Linked DNA regions of Sus scrofa: region 2 is linked to region 1. A link is a contact called in public Hi-C data. All regions are on one chromosome and are shown on one strand. Each heading gives the region's core, a stretch centred on a gene start, on an enhancer-like site or on the middle of the called end of the contact. The rest is flanking DNA. Distances are from core to core; before and after follow the strand shown. Region 1 holds the start of NUF2 (kinetochore protein Nuf2). Region 2 holds the start of UHMK1 (serine/threonine-protein kinase Kist).

What was found. Hi-C and Micro-C count contacts between places; a contact is called where the count stands out from the background.
Region 2: a contact with region 1 is called in a Hi-C map of embryonic fibroblasts, with 2.8 times the contacts expected there. The contact joins the promoter of UHMK1 here to the promoter of NUF2 in region 1. A contact is called at or near these places in 1 of 5 promoter capture datasets (liver), 5 of 47 Hi-C or Micro-C datasets (embryonic fibroblasts, heart right ventricle, mesenteric adipose tissue and 2 more) and 1 of 2 datasets of contacts at active chromatin or transcription factors (skeletal muscle).

What each region holds. Positions count from the first base shown.
Region 1 is chr4:87,190,304-87,196,335 of Sscrofa11.1, reverse strand. It overlaps NUF2 (kinetochore protein Nuf2), which reads left to right and starts at 2,143. Exons shown (of 14, transcript XM_005655379.3): 1 at 2,143-2,280; 2 at 5,813-5,955. The coding sequence starts at 5,833. LOC100518120 (a long non-coding RNA gene) reads right to left here and starts at 2,030. Exons shown (of 2, transcript XR_001303421.2): 1 at 1,824-2,030.
Region 2 is chr4:88,049,341-88,055,372 of Sscrofa11.1, reverse strand. It overlaps UHMK1 (serine/threonine-protein kinase Kist), which reads left to right and starts at 2,438. Exons shown (of 8, transcript XM_021089503.1): 1 at 2,438-2,881; 2 at 4,208-4,500; 3 at 5,112-5,303. The coding sequence starts at 2,614.

The DNA.
Region 1 (6,032 bases), core at 894-3,393:
GCTCTTCTTTTACCTCACTTTTCTCTCTCCACATGGTCTATTCCATTCTTGGTTTATATACAGGTCCCTCTTTTCTTGTCTGGACTCCTAACAATGGTTCAGACATTTGTTGGGTAATTATCATTTGAAAGATATATTACTAGGACAATGTATAAATCATAATAGTCAAAACAACAGGGAATATTTATCAAGTGTTTACAATTCTGCTGGACATTTTACATGAATGAATCCATTTAATCTTCATGACACTCTATAAGCCAGATATTATCACTATTTTAAGGATGCAGAAACCATTTTAGTTAGGTTAAACAACTTACCTGAGTCCATACAGATAGTAAGCAGTGTGATGAGATATTTAAACCTAGTTCTTTCTGACTTAAGAGCTGAGCTCTCAGCCACTATGCTATCTATTGCCCTTTTCCCTGCCTCTGAAAAGATGTGGCCTGTGGAGTATGTGCATGCACAAATAATCAGTTTGATTTGGTAAGTGCCAATGAGAAAGGCTTTTTTCTCTCCTTTCTTCACTGACTCTCACTATTTAAAAAAAATCTATTTCCTAGCTCACTTTTATAGAAAGGAAAAACCCCTAAACTACTGAATATGCAATGTATTTTTTTTCAAATTGGTATGCATTTCCATATTAACAGGTATAGCCTTCACCCTCCAAATCAAAGTACCAGAATTTGCATCTACTTCCAATGCAATCTTTCCAGCATTATTTTTCACTTGAGGCAATTCAGACTTCCCATCCAATACATCACTGTCTCTAGATATTACCATAGCCTGTGGTCAGACACAAGTCTTATTATGGCCTCTACTGTCCCAAGCCATAAGAAAACCAAATGGCTTTTCCCTCTGACAACTAGGCCAGTAGTTGCTGCAAGACCCTTATTTGTGATCATGTATGAACTCCCTCTCATTCGAGCATTATTATCTGAAGAATCCAACTCAGAGACATCCAAGTTTGGCTAATAGTTCAGTGTTGGGAAACACCAGGAGTCCCTGGCTCCTGTGGAGGGATGAATGAAGGGAGGGAGAAGCACCAGGAGATTTGGGTTCTACCCTAGACAGTGTCACTTACCGTACAAGTGGAAACGAATCACTTCTAAGCCTGTGAAAGTGAACTAACCTAACCAAGTGCACTGCTAGGTTGCTCTCATCTCTTGAAGTTGTACCTACAAACACAATCAAATGATCTGTGTTCAAATCCTGATTATGCTACTTATGAACTACTGCGTACAGCTTTGGGCCAAGTGCATAATCTCCTTGATTTAATCACTCATTTGATGACAGTATCTACTAACCACTTTTCCTTATTAATTTTTTTTTTTCCTCACCCGCACATGCGTAAGATCCCCGGCCAGGGATCAAACCTGTGCCGCAACAGTGACAACGCCAGATCCTTAACCAGCTGAACCACCAGGGAGCACCCCTTTCCCTTTTTTTTTTTTCCCCTCTCATTTTTTTTAGGGCCGCACCTGCGGCATATGTAAATTCTCAGGGGTCTAATCGGAACTGCTGCAGGCCAACCACAGCAACGCCAGATCCGCCAGATCCTAGCCGCATCTGCGACCTACACACTACAGCGCGAGTAAATGCCAGATACTTTAAGACACTGCGTGAGGCCAGGGCTCGAACCCGCATCCTCATGTATACTAGCGGGTTTTTAACCAGCTGAGCCGCAACGGGAACTCCTCCTTTTCCCTTTCTAATGAAGCCTAAATTAGATAATACCTATAAGCATCCAACACAAAACCTGGAGCCTCATAATTAATGATCAAAAAATATCGATATCATTATTACTCTGAGACTCTATGACTTACCCTGCTCCATTGAAAGCCCCACGTCCTCTTTCCCTTGTCACCTTAAGCTTAGCACACGTCTCCAGAAATCCTCCATTCGCTCTTGCTCTTCGCCTGGAACCCCGACAGTTTTCAAAAGTTTCGGGGACTCCATAGCAACCTCGGACTCCTCCAAACCACTGCGCTCCCACTGCTTACGAACTCGAGGTCCGACTAGGCACCAACTCCGCGAAAAATAGTTCCGGGTGGAACCCGGCGTCCTCTCGCAGTTCCAGCCCCAGCCGCCTTGAGTCTATTGAGCCCAACCGGCACCCGGCGCGGCTAGAGAGCAGGAAGTGGGCGGGGCGGAACGGGGAGGGACTTACAGGAAGAGGCGGCATGTTTGAAAAGTAACAACGGTTGATGTTTGCAGATTTTTGGCTTCGCTTGTAACTGCTCCACGGACTCGCCGTCTTCCTGTGGGCGGCTGGTGCGGCAGGTGAGCGCTAACAGACACGCGCGGGAGGAGAAAGGGAGACTAAGTGCGCCCTCTCGCTCTGGAGCCACCGGCCGGAGTCAGAACGCGGGGCCTGGCAGTGTTTTCGTTGGGCGCGGCGCGGGCGGGGGAGGCTAGAGAAGACAGGTCATTTTTTTGGATTTTAGTCCCCCAAACTAGCTCATTTCCTACCAAACGGATGGGTGTTGTCTGATACAGCATAAACTACGGAGAAGAAACTTGAACTGAAGCTGGTCAGTTGAAGCTTGCATTTATATGTTTTAAACCCATTTCTTTAAAAGGTGATGGGGTTGCAGATGTTGGTCAACTTTCTGCAAACCTCCGTTGCTCAAACGTCGCTTAACCAAAGTCAAAATCAGGAATCAAAAGGCAAAAATATACTTCATCCGAAAGTTAGAGGAAGAGAGCAGTGTACATATGCCATGCATGTATAGCATGATTATTCTTCCTGAATGAGTTCAGGAAACTTTACCTTATTGAGGTTAGGAGTCATTGTTTTTGTTTATTCTCTGCTTCCTGGGATTTTGATTTCCACGATCTAATTTATTTTAGCAAAACAATGTGTTTGAAATTTAACTGGTATTCATTCAAAACCTACTGTGCACAGGACTTCGGTGTTGCAAATAAATGAGAAACTGAGGGGTAACGAATGTAAAATGCCTGTTACTTGGCAGGCGGCCTGAGGATCACTTTACATTTATTAGGTCATTTATATATCTTTATCTAACCAAAGTGCCTCTCTCCTCCATTTTCCCCCTCTCTTCTCCTGTGTTTTTTTTTTTTTTTTTCCTCCCTCCCCCAAGAATGGATTGGAACTTCCCTTGATTCAACCTGTCAAAAGAAGCTAGAAATTGGATATGAAAGGTGGTTCCAAGAGGAAACATTGGAAGTTTGGGAAACGTCCTGGAGGAGACTAACTTGGAACAGAAAATTCATTAGGTTATTAAATTGTGGAAGGTTTTAGAAACCAAGCAGAAACATGTGAATTTGATGTGGCGAATAGGGCGAGTAATTATTTTTGTAAAGATGTTACATGATGCAGTGGTATTCTATATGGATTAATCTGAGAGGGTGTGAAGATTTTAGAAGAGAGGGATGTGCAATAATAATTTTGAAGATATTTTACACCTCTTTAATGTGATCATCTCTGATCCAGATATAGTATGTTTTGGAAAATTAACTTTCTGCCGCCTTTCTTTGGGCAAGGCTTTTTATCATTGATTTTTAAATCTCTCACCTAGATGAAAATGTAGATACGCATATTTATGCTGAAAAGGACATATAATATATGAGGTGTCAGAATCTGGGTTCAAAAAGATTGTGGCTATAGAAGGAAAACTTGGAATTATGAATTCAATAATAGGAAATGCAAGTCCTTGCTTAGGATTCAAGTAATCAGTTATGTAAGAAGAATATGGAGAAGTCTTGGCTTGACATCAGTGAGCTATGCTGAAGAAGTTCTGGGAGTTTTCACTCCATCATATATGTTTGTCAATAGCACTTGATCAACAGTGACTGTTGCCAGCTGTACTGATATTTTTCCCTGAACAGACTATATTCAGAGTATTGTGTTCAATCTGAGCATTACATTTTAAGAAGACATTAACAGACTAGTTCTGGAGGAAAATGAGTAGAATGGTAAAATTTCTGAAACAAAGTCATAAAAGGAGTGGTTATTCTTAAATTATGCTTACCTTAGACAAGAGAAGGCTAAGCAGAGATGATAGCTTCCTTCACATTTTTGAAAGTGGAATCATGTAAACAGATTAGTATATTTTACATTTTTGCTGTGACTAGAAATAAGACCAGTAGGTAACACTTACAATAAACAGAAAGAAAATTCTATCTAGTATGAGAAAGAGTTATCTGATTATTATAGCTATACTAAGGTGGAAAAAACTTTTGCCTTGAGACAGCAAATGCTGTTTTCAAGTGTTCAAGCAGAACTGGGAAGCTGTTTGTTAATCATATTTTAGAATGGTATCCTATATTTGTCAGAGGTTAAGCAGGGTGCCAAAGCTGCTTTCTAACCCTGACATTCTAAGAAACACTCGGAGCCTAAAGAAATAGATTTCCAGAATTGTGGGTCATTTCAGTTTGTTTGCAAAATTGAATATCTTCACATTGGATCTCTGGGAACAGCTGATTCTCTAGAGAATAGGGGATTCATAGGTAATTAACCAAGTATTGTTAGCTAAGAGACAGTTGCTTCTATTGCTGCTGCTTCTGCTACTACTATGATTGCTATTCTGTTAGGCACAGCTAGAGATGTGAAGAAAATGAAAGTTTTCTTAGCTTACTGAGAGCCCACCATGTAATGCCAGAAACATCATCACAGTACACTGTGGCAAGTCGTATAACAAGAGTTCAGTGCTAGGCTCTAGGGCAGGATTTCCTAACCTCAGCATTATTGGCATTTTGAACTGAATAGTTCTTTGCTCTTGAGTGGCTGGCCTATGCATTGCAGGATGTTTAGCAGAACGCTGGGCCTTCTACCCACTAGATTCCAGTAGCAGCCCCACTTTACTCCTGACAACCAAAAATGTCTACAAAATTGTGAGAATTACTGCTCCAGGGGGACCAGTTGGGAATACCTCACTATCTGAGGACATAGGGGAGGTGGCTTTTGTTGTTTCTTTTTTTTTTCCCTAAATTCTCACTCTGGTGATTGGAAGTCCCACTACAGCTACTGTACTCTTACTCTTTTTTTCCTCTCTCTCTTCCTATTTACATCTTAAACTTCATTAGTCATGCCACTGTGTGTACATTGAATAAAATATCACATCAGAGTATAGTTTTTTTTATCTACCCTATTTTCCTATTATTTCTATAATAGTTCTATAGTGTTGCCTAGGAGTTCCCATCTTGGCTCAGTGATTAACGAATCCGACTAGGAACCATGAGGTTGTGGGTTTGATCCCTGGCCTTGCTCAGTGGCTTAAGGATCTGGCCGTTGCCGTGAGCTGTGATGTGGGTTGCAGATGCGGCTCTCATCCCGCGTTGTTGTGGCTGTGGCGTAGGCTGGTGGCTACAGCTCCGATTCAACCCCTAGCCTGGGAACCTCCATGTGCTGCAGGAGCGGCCCAAGAAATGGCAAAAAGACAAAAAAAAAAAAAAAAAAAAAAAATTAGTGTTGCCTATATATCTTGGTAGTGTTTCAAGGATTAATTTTCAGGATAGATCTTACCATCTTACCAGTTTAAAAAAGAAAAACATAGTTTCTCATCTGTCTGGACCTAAGTCCTCTTTCCCGTATGAAAGAAAAACAACATTAGGAAAACTAGAAAATGATTGTATTGCTTTAGAATAAAAGTTATATTAGGATATGTGTGTGTGTGTATGTCTGTACATATTTTTAATGTTACTTACTAGGATGTTTGATGATTTGATGATAGCTAGCACTGCTATGAATATAGTTCAACCTTGGCTTGCTAATTTTCTATTTATCAGCTTCCAGATAATGAGAATTGCTGGTTGTGCCATGTTTCTGATCTTGTTTTTTTAATTTCTTTAGACTAGCAGGAGACTCCCAAGATGGAAACTTTATCTTTTCCCAGATATAATGTAGCTGAGATTGTGGTTCATATTCGAAACAAAATCTTAACAGGAGCTGATGGTAAAAACCTCTCCAAGAATGATCTTTCTCCAAATCCCAAGGTAAAATGTGGTAATGTTTGCATGTGGTTGATGTTATTTGAAAGGAAATTAAACTGCTAGGTCTGTAGTGTGTGGAG
Region 2 (6,032 bases), core at 1,189-3,688, 860 kb before region 1:
CAAACATTCAATCCATAGCACATGGCAAAGAGATATTGTTCAGAAGAGGAGAAAGAATGGTAGAGAGGGGTAGTTGATTCCTTCTTACAGTTAGAGACTGGAATTCCAAGTGAGCCTCTGGTATTTCCAGGCATGTACCAGTCCCAGAGAAAGAAGAGGACCTAGTCAGAAATACAATAGGAGTGAGGAAAGTAAAGGGGAAAAGGAAATCTACAAGGTAATCTTGCAAGAAAATTTACAGAAGAGAAAAATGAAATATCTAAAAACTGTCTCAAAATGTCACTTATTACTTATAAAATTAAAAAGAAAAAAATTAATCATAATGCCTTGTACTGACATGGGTACGGTAAGTGATGTGCTCTGCTAATTAGAGCATAACTATATACAACTTGTCTCTAAGGCAATTTTATAATAATGTTAAATTTTACAGACATGAATTACATATTTATTCCTTTCTAGTTTATAGTGTTTTACTGCTACATGATAAATTACTCCAAAACTTAGCAACTTAATACTAAACATTCGTTGTCACACATAATTTCTGTAGGATTCAATTCAGAAGTGGCTTAGAGAGGTGATTCTAGCTTAGGGTTCTTTCAAGAGTGTGCAGTCAAGATTTCAGCTAGACCTGCAGTCATTCTGCAGGGACTGGAAAGTCTTTGACGGGGACTGGAAAACCTTCTTCCAAGATGCCTCACTCATATGACTGTTGGCGAGGGGCCTCAGTTCCTTACCATGGCCATAGCGGTCTTGAGGGGCTTCATGTTAAGGCAGCTAGTTTCCCCAAAAACAAGTGATCAAAGAGATAACAAGATAGAAGCTTCAACATCTTTTATGACCTAGAAAGTCACACGCCATTATTTACACACTATCCTATTGCTTACACAGATCAACCCTATTCAATGTGAGAGGAGATGATAACAGAAAGTGAATATTAGGAGACTAGGAACATTGGGGGCCAGTTTGAAGACTAGCTACCACAGAGTCATTACTTTCATTTTTGAAGGGGTTGGAAAAACATAATTAAAATCTACTGCAGAATATTTTCAGACCGATAACTTCTGATTCTAGCATTTGGGGAAAAAGTTTAAATGCAACCAAGACATGGATTATAACAATGGATACTTTTCACAAAGGAGAACCTAATCAACTTCTAGAAATTCAGCATTTGCTATCTCTGATTATAATACATTCAATTTCAACAAAATAGACTGAAATGAAATGCTTCTTTTTACTCACACTTTTCTAATGGGTGAATTGCTAAGAGTTCCTCTACAGAGTTCTAGCAATTTACCTGCGCCTCCTTTTTACCTTGACCCTTGGATTATAATTATATACACATCTAATTCATTCTACCAACTCAAAATTTTTGAAATCATGGTTAATTTCTATTTCGAATCTCCTCTCTATTCATGACCTAAGTTCCCTTCCACACCTCAGCTTCTCCACTTTGCCTTCCCCTTTATATAAGCAAATAAATGTCTGTGTTCACTGCCTTAGGGGAGCTTGTGAGTTTTGTTTTTTGTATCACAAAAGCCCAAGTTCTCAAGAGATTAGTTGAGACTTCAGCTATAGAAGAAAATGATTGTTAGAAATGGCAGAGAGTGCAGAGAACTTTTCCTAATCCAGACCCTGAAAGGGTCATACAGACAGAAATAAGGCATATTTCAGTGGCAACCTGGCAAGACAATAACCAATGATACTGAAAAGCAGAGCTCAACCCCTCAATCCCCACATAAACCACCTCATTTACCTGGAAACTTGGACAAAACCTGAGGAAAAGGTGATGGAGGCAAATGGTCATACTAATTTTGTGCCACCCCATCTGAATGGAGCTTGAAAAAGTTGAACACAGAATAATAAGGAAGAATACATTTATTACACATCCTCGTTTGTGGACCGAGATTCCGATTTTTTACACTTGTTAATAAAAAATTGTCAAATGAGTAAAAAAAATCGAATGAATAAATGAAAAACAAACGTTTGTAAAAGATCCACGTTTGCCCAGGGAGGCTGCTTTTTGACTAGGCAGCCAAAGGCAAAGGAAACTAAGAGAAGCACAGAAGCCTGGGCATCCGGAATTATAACCACTAGGGAACAGAGCGAGGAGGTGGTGGTAAATCCATTCCTTTAGCAACTGGGGTATTTCCTTTGGATCCTGGCTATGAGACATGTAGGCAGGGTTTTACTTTCCAAGCTTCCCAAAGGTGAGGTGGGGTGCCTCAGCAAGAACAAAAATAAGTTTTAGTTTTAGGTGACTGTGTGTGAAAGCGGTTAACATTGGGCCTAGAATATTAAGAACTCTCTAACGCTTAACTCTCTCCCTCAGTCCTTTCCTCCAAACCTAATTCACCTAATCAATTCTAGACTCCGCCCTTTCTGGGCCCGCCCTTCAGCTTGTAAGATTGGCTCTTCCTCCATTTCCGGCTTCTGGGACCCGGGCGCAGACGGCTTCCGGTGTCATGGCGGCCTGAGGTCCCGGCAGTCGGTGAGGCGGCTGCAGGCCCCTCCCTGCAGAGCCGCTGGTCCGGCGGGCGGGGATGTGACCGAGGGCCCTGCCGGCCTGCCTCGGGCGTCGCGTCAGCTCCGTGTCAGTGCCCTCAGTCCACACCGATGGCTGGATCCGGCTGTGCGTGGGGCGCGGAGCCGCCGCGGTTTCTGGAAGCTTTCGGGCGGCTGTGGCAGGTACAGAGCCGCCTGGGTAGCGGCTCCTCTGCCTCGGTGTATCGGGTGCGCTGCTGCGGCACTCCTGGCTCACCCCCCGGCGCCCTGAAGCAGTTCTTACCGCCAGGAACCACCGGGGCTGCGGCCTCGGCCGCCGAGTATGGTTTCCGCAAAGAGAGGGCAGCGTTGGAACAGTTGCAGGGTCACAGGAACATCGGTAATTGCCAATATCTCCCTTCTCTTCTTAACCAGGTCTCAGAGCAAGCGTACACTCCCCCTCTCGGCCTAGCGTACGGTCTTCTGTCTTTTAGGCGGGAGAAGTAGGTCCGGCCCTGGCCTTATCACCCAACCCAGGACCCTTTCCCATCCCCCTTTCACTCTCATACTGACTGTAATACGGTGGGCCGCTTTGCCCAGTGTTCTATAGTAGATGCTCAATAAATTCTGTTTTGCTTCAGTTCTGTTTGGAAAATGCTGCACTTACTAGCACAGAGAATTATCTTCTGTAGTGAAAGGAGGCATGTCTTTACTAGATTGTCATGTCTTGTTCGGAAATTTTTGAATCTTTGCATACCAGTGAAAAATGGGAGATAGTTCTAGTACTTGTGACGTCAATGCTAATAGCTGATATAGATGTTACCTGATACATAATTTTTGTATGGATTTGGGAGAAATGACTCCCAAATTTTTCATAAGAATCCTTATAGAAATGTGAAAATGATACATACGCACTTTATACTTTTACCCACTTAAGACCATGTTTCATGATTCAGATATTCACAATGTAAGATATGTAATGATTACTGATGATTGAGCTGTGAAAATAGTTTTCATTGCTAATACACCAACAGAGAGCATTTAATTATGACTTTGGCTCATAGATATATTACTTACTGACAAGCATGATCCATATTTATTGTGAATAGTGACCTTTTTAATATTACCATTTGGAGAAGAATTTCTTAATAGTGTTGCCCCCCCTTTTTTTTCTTTTTTAAGGTTTCCTGAATGATGTAGGTAAAATCTGATATTTAAGAGGGAAATATTTTACATTTTTATAGGCCTAAGGACTTGTTGACTCTAAAAGATTAGGTTAAAATGTCATCTTGAATGTCTTGACCTCTCCTTTTAATATTTAATTATATAGTGCTATTTTGGATCAAGAACCAATCTTCAGTTTTGGTTTTGTACATTGTGACATTTGCCTTAAGAATACTTAGTATTTGGATTTTTCTTTTGCTCATTTTTGCTTGGCACCCAAAGTGCATATTCACTCATCTCTGAGTGCTTGGGAAGCACAATTTTAATTATGTGCCATATTTAATATCTTTGAATTGTAATCCACTGTTGAAGGTCCTCTTATTTTATTAAAATAAAATAACCCACTTGCCCAAAAATCTTACTAATGGGAAAAATAAATTACGGTGGCTTGCTTGCTCATAACATTAATCCTTTTCTAGACTACCTCAAATTTGTATCTACTTTAGTAGTCACTTACTCTGAGTCTGGTTTTTAAAGTGTTACAATTTGTTTCTTTTTCTAGTGACTTTATATGGAGTTTTTACAATCCACTTTTCTCCAAATGTGCCATCACGCTGTCTCTTGCTTGAACTCCTGGATGTCAGTGTTTCGGAATTGCTTTTATATTCCAGTCACCAAGGTTGTTCCATGTGGATGATACAGCATTGTGCCAGAGATGTTCTAGAGGCCCTTGCTTTTCTTCATCATGAGGGTTATGTCCATGCAGACCTCAAACCACGTAATATATTGTGGAGTGCCGAGAATGAATGTTTTAAACTCATTGACTTTGGACTTAGCTTCAAAGAAGGCAATCAGGTAAGACTTATTTTCCCTCCTCACCCACTCAATTGTCTAAGCCAAATATTTTAAAATAACAGAGGTAGTTTAGTGGAGACTTAAAAGAGATATTTCTGTATAAAATACTGAAGTGACTGGGGATTAAGCAGTTAAAAAGAATTTCTTTGCCATACGTAGATATGTTTGGGTCAAGTAGGGGGAACTAGTTTGAGAGGGCTCTGGAATTATTAGATGTACTTTACTTCATAGAATGGTTGTTTTTTGTTTGAACATTTGGTTAATTGCTGAGTTACTGTTAATTTGTCTGATGGCAGAACAGATATGACAATTCTGGCCAACGCATCATTCTTCATGGTTTATCAGCTCTTTGCAGAGTGTCCTTATTTATCAGAAGTGCGTAATGGGCAAGAGAGTATCTAAAGAACTGAGCAGTAGTGTGGAAAGTGCACAGCTTGCCTTTAAGAACTGCCCAGTTAATGAACCAAAGAATTATGGTAGCCAAGGACTAAAAATTTTGACGTCTCATTTGGCAATAGGTCACTGCACTTTCAGAGAGGTAAATACACCGTTGAGATGGATGTCAAGTGGGTAGTTTTTTATTGGTTATAATATTTACTCATCTTCTTCAGGATGTAAAGTATATTCAGACAGACGGGTATCGGGCTCCTGAAGCAGAACTGCAGAATTGCTTGGCTCAGGCTGGCCTGCAGAGTGATACAGAATGTACCTCAGCTGTTGATCTGTGGAGCCTAGGAATCATTTTACTGGAAATGTTCTCAGGAATGAAACTGAAACATACAGTCAGATCTCAGGAATGGAAGGTAAACTGCACCAGTGTTTTGCTTTAGAGTCCTTAATCCCAAATTAAGAGTACTCAGTTTGTAATGATTCTCTTTGAGGACTCTCTGCTTCCTTCATCTCTTCCTTATTCCTCTTAACTGCATTCGTGTTACCTTCAGTGCCTCTCCTCACACCCTTAGCTACGGATGTTCTAATGAGCATTGAATACTCACTGTTCCTAGCCTGGGCCTGGCATGTCTGAGTACTTGATAAAATGTTTGAATGAATGTATTTTCCCAAAGAAGCAAAAGTGATTTACTTTGTTTAGTAATGTAGTTGTATTACATTCTAAAATATTACTGAAAGTACAGTAGTATTCTCTGAGGATTGTTAGAGTGGATATTGGTTCTTTTACAAACAAAAACTGGAGGAACAGTTTTTGTAAAACCACTTGTTCCAGATGGTACAACTGGGTCTTCCAGACCTGGGCTCCAAAATCTGTCCATTCTACTCAAAGTTTACTGTTCTGTCCACAGTTCCACATTGCTTTGTATTTGTTGGTACTCCATATGTGAACTATCCTGAGAAGGTGACTGCTGCTTTTAAGACTGTTTCTTTGGGAACATGGGTTCTAAGTTTCAAACCTCTGACATAGGGAATAAACTATGTTATGTTTTCAAACATATTGAGACTTTATTTAATGTTGTGATGATATCACTATCCCTTTAGGCTAGAGGTTTGATTAAACAATGCAATGTTTAGGAATTATT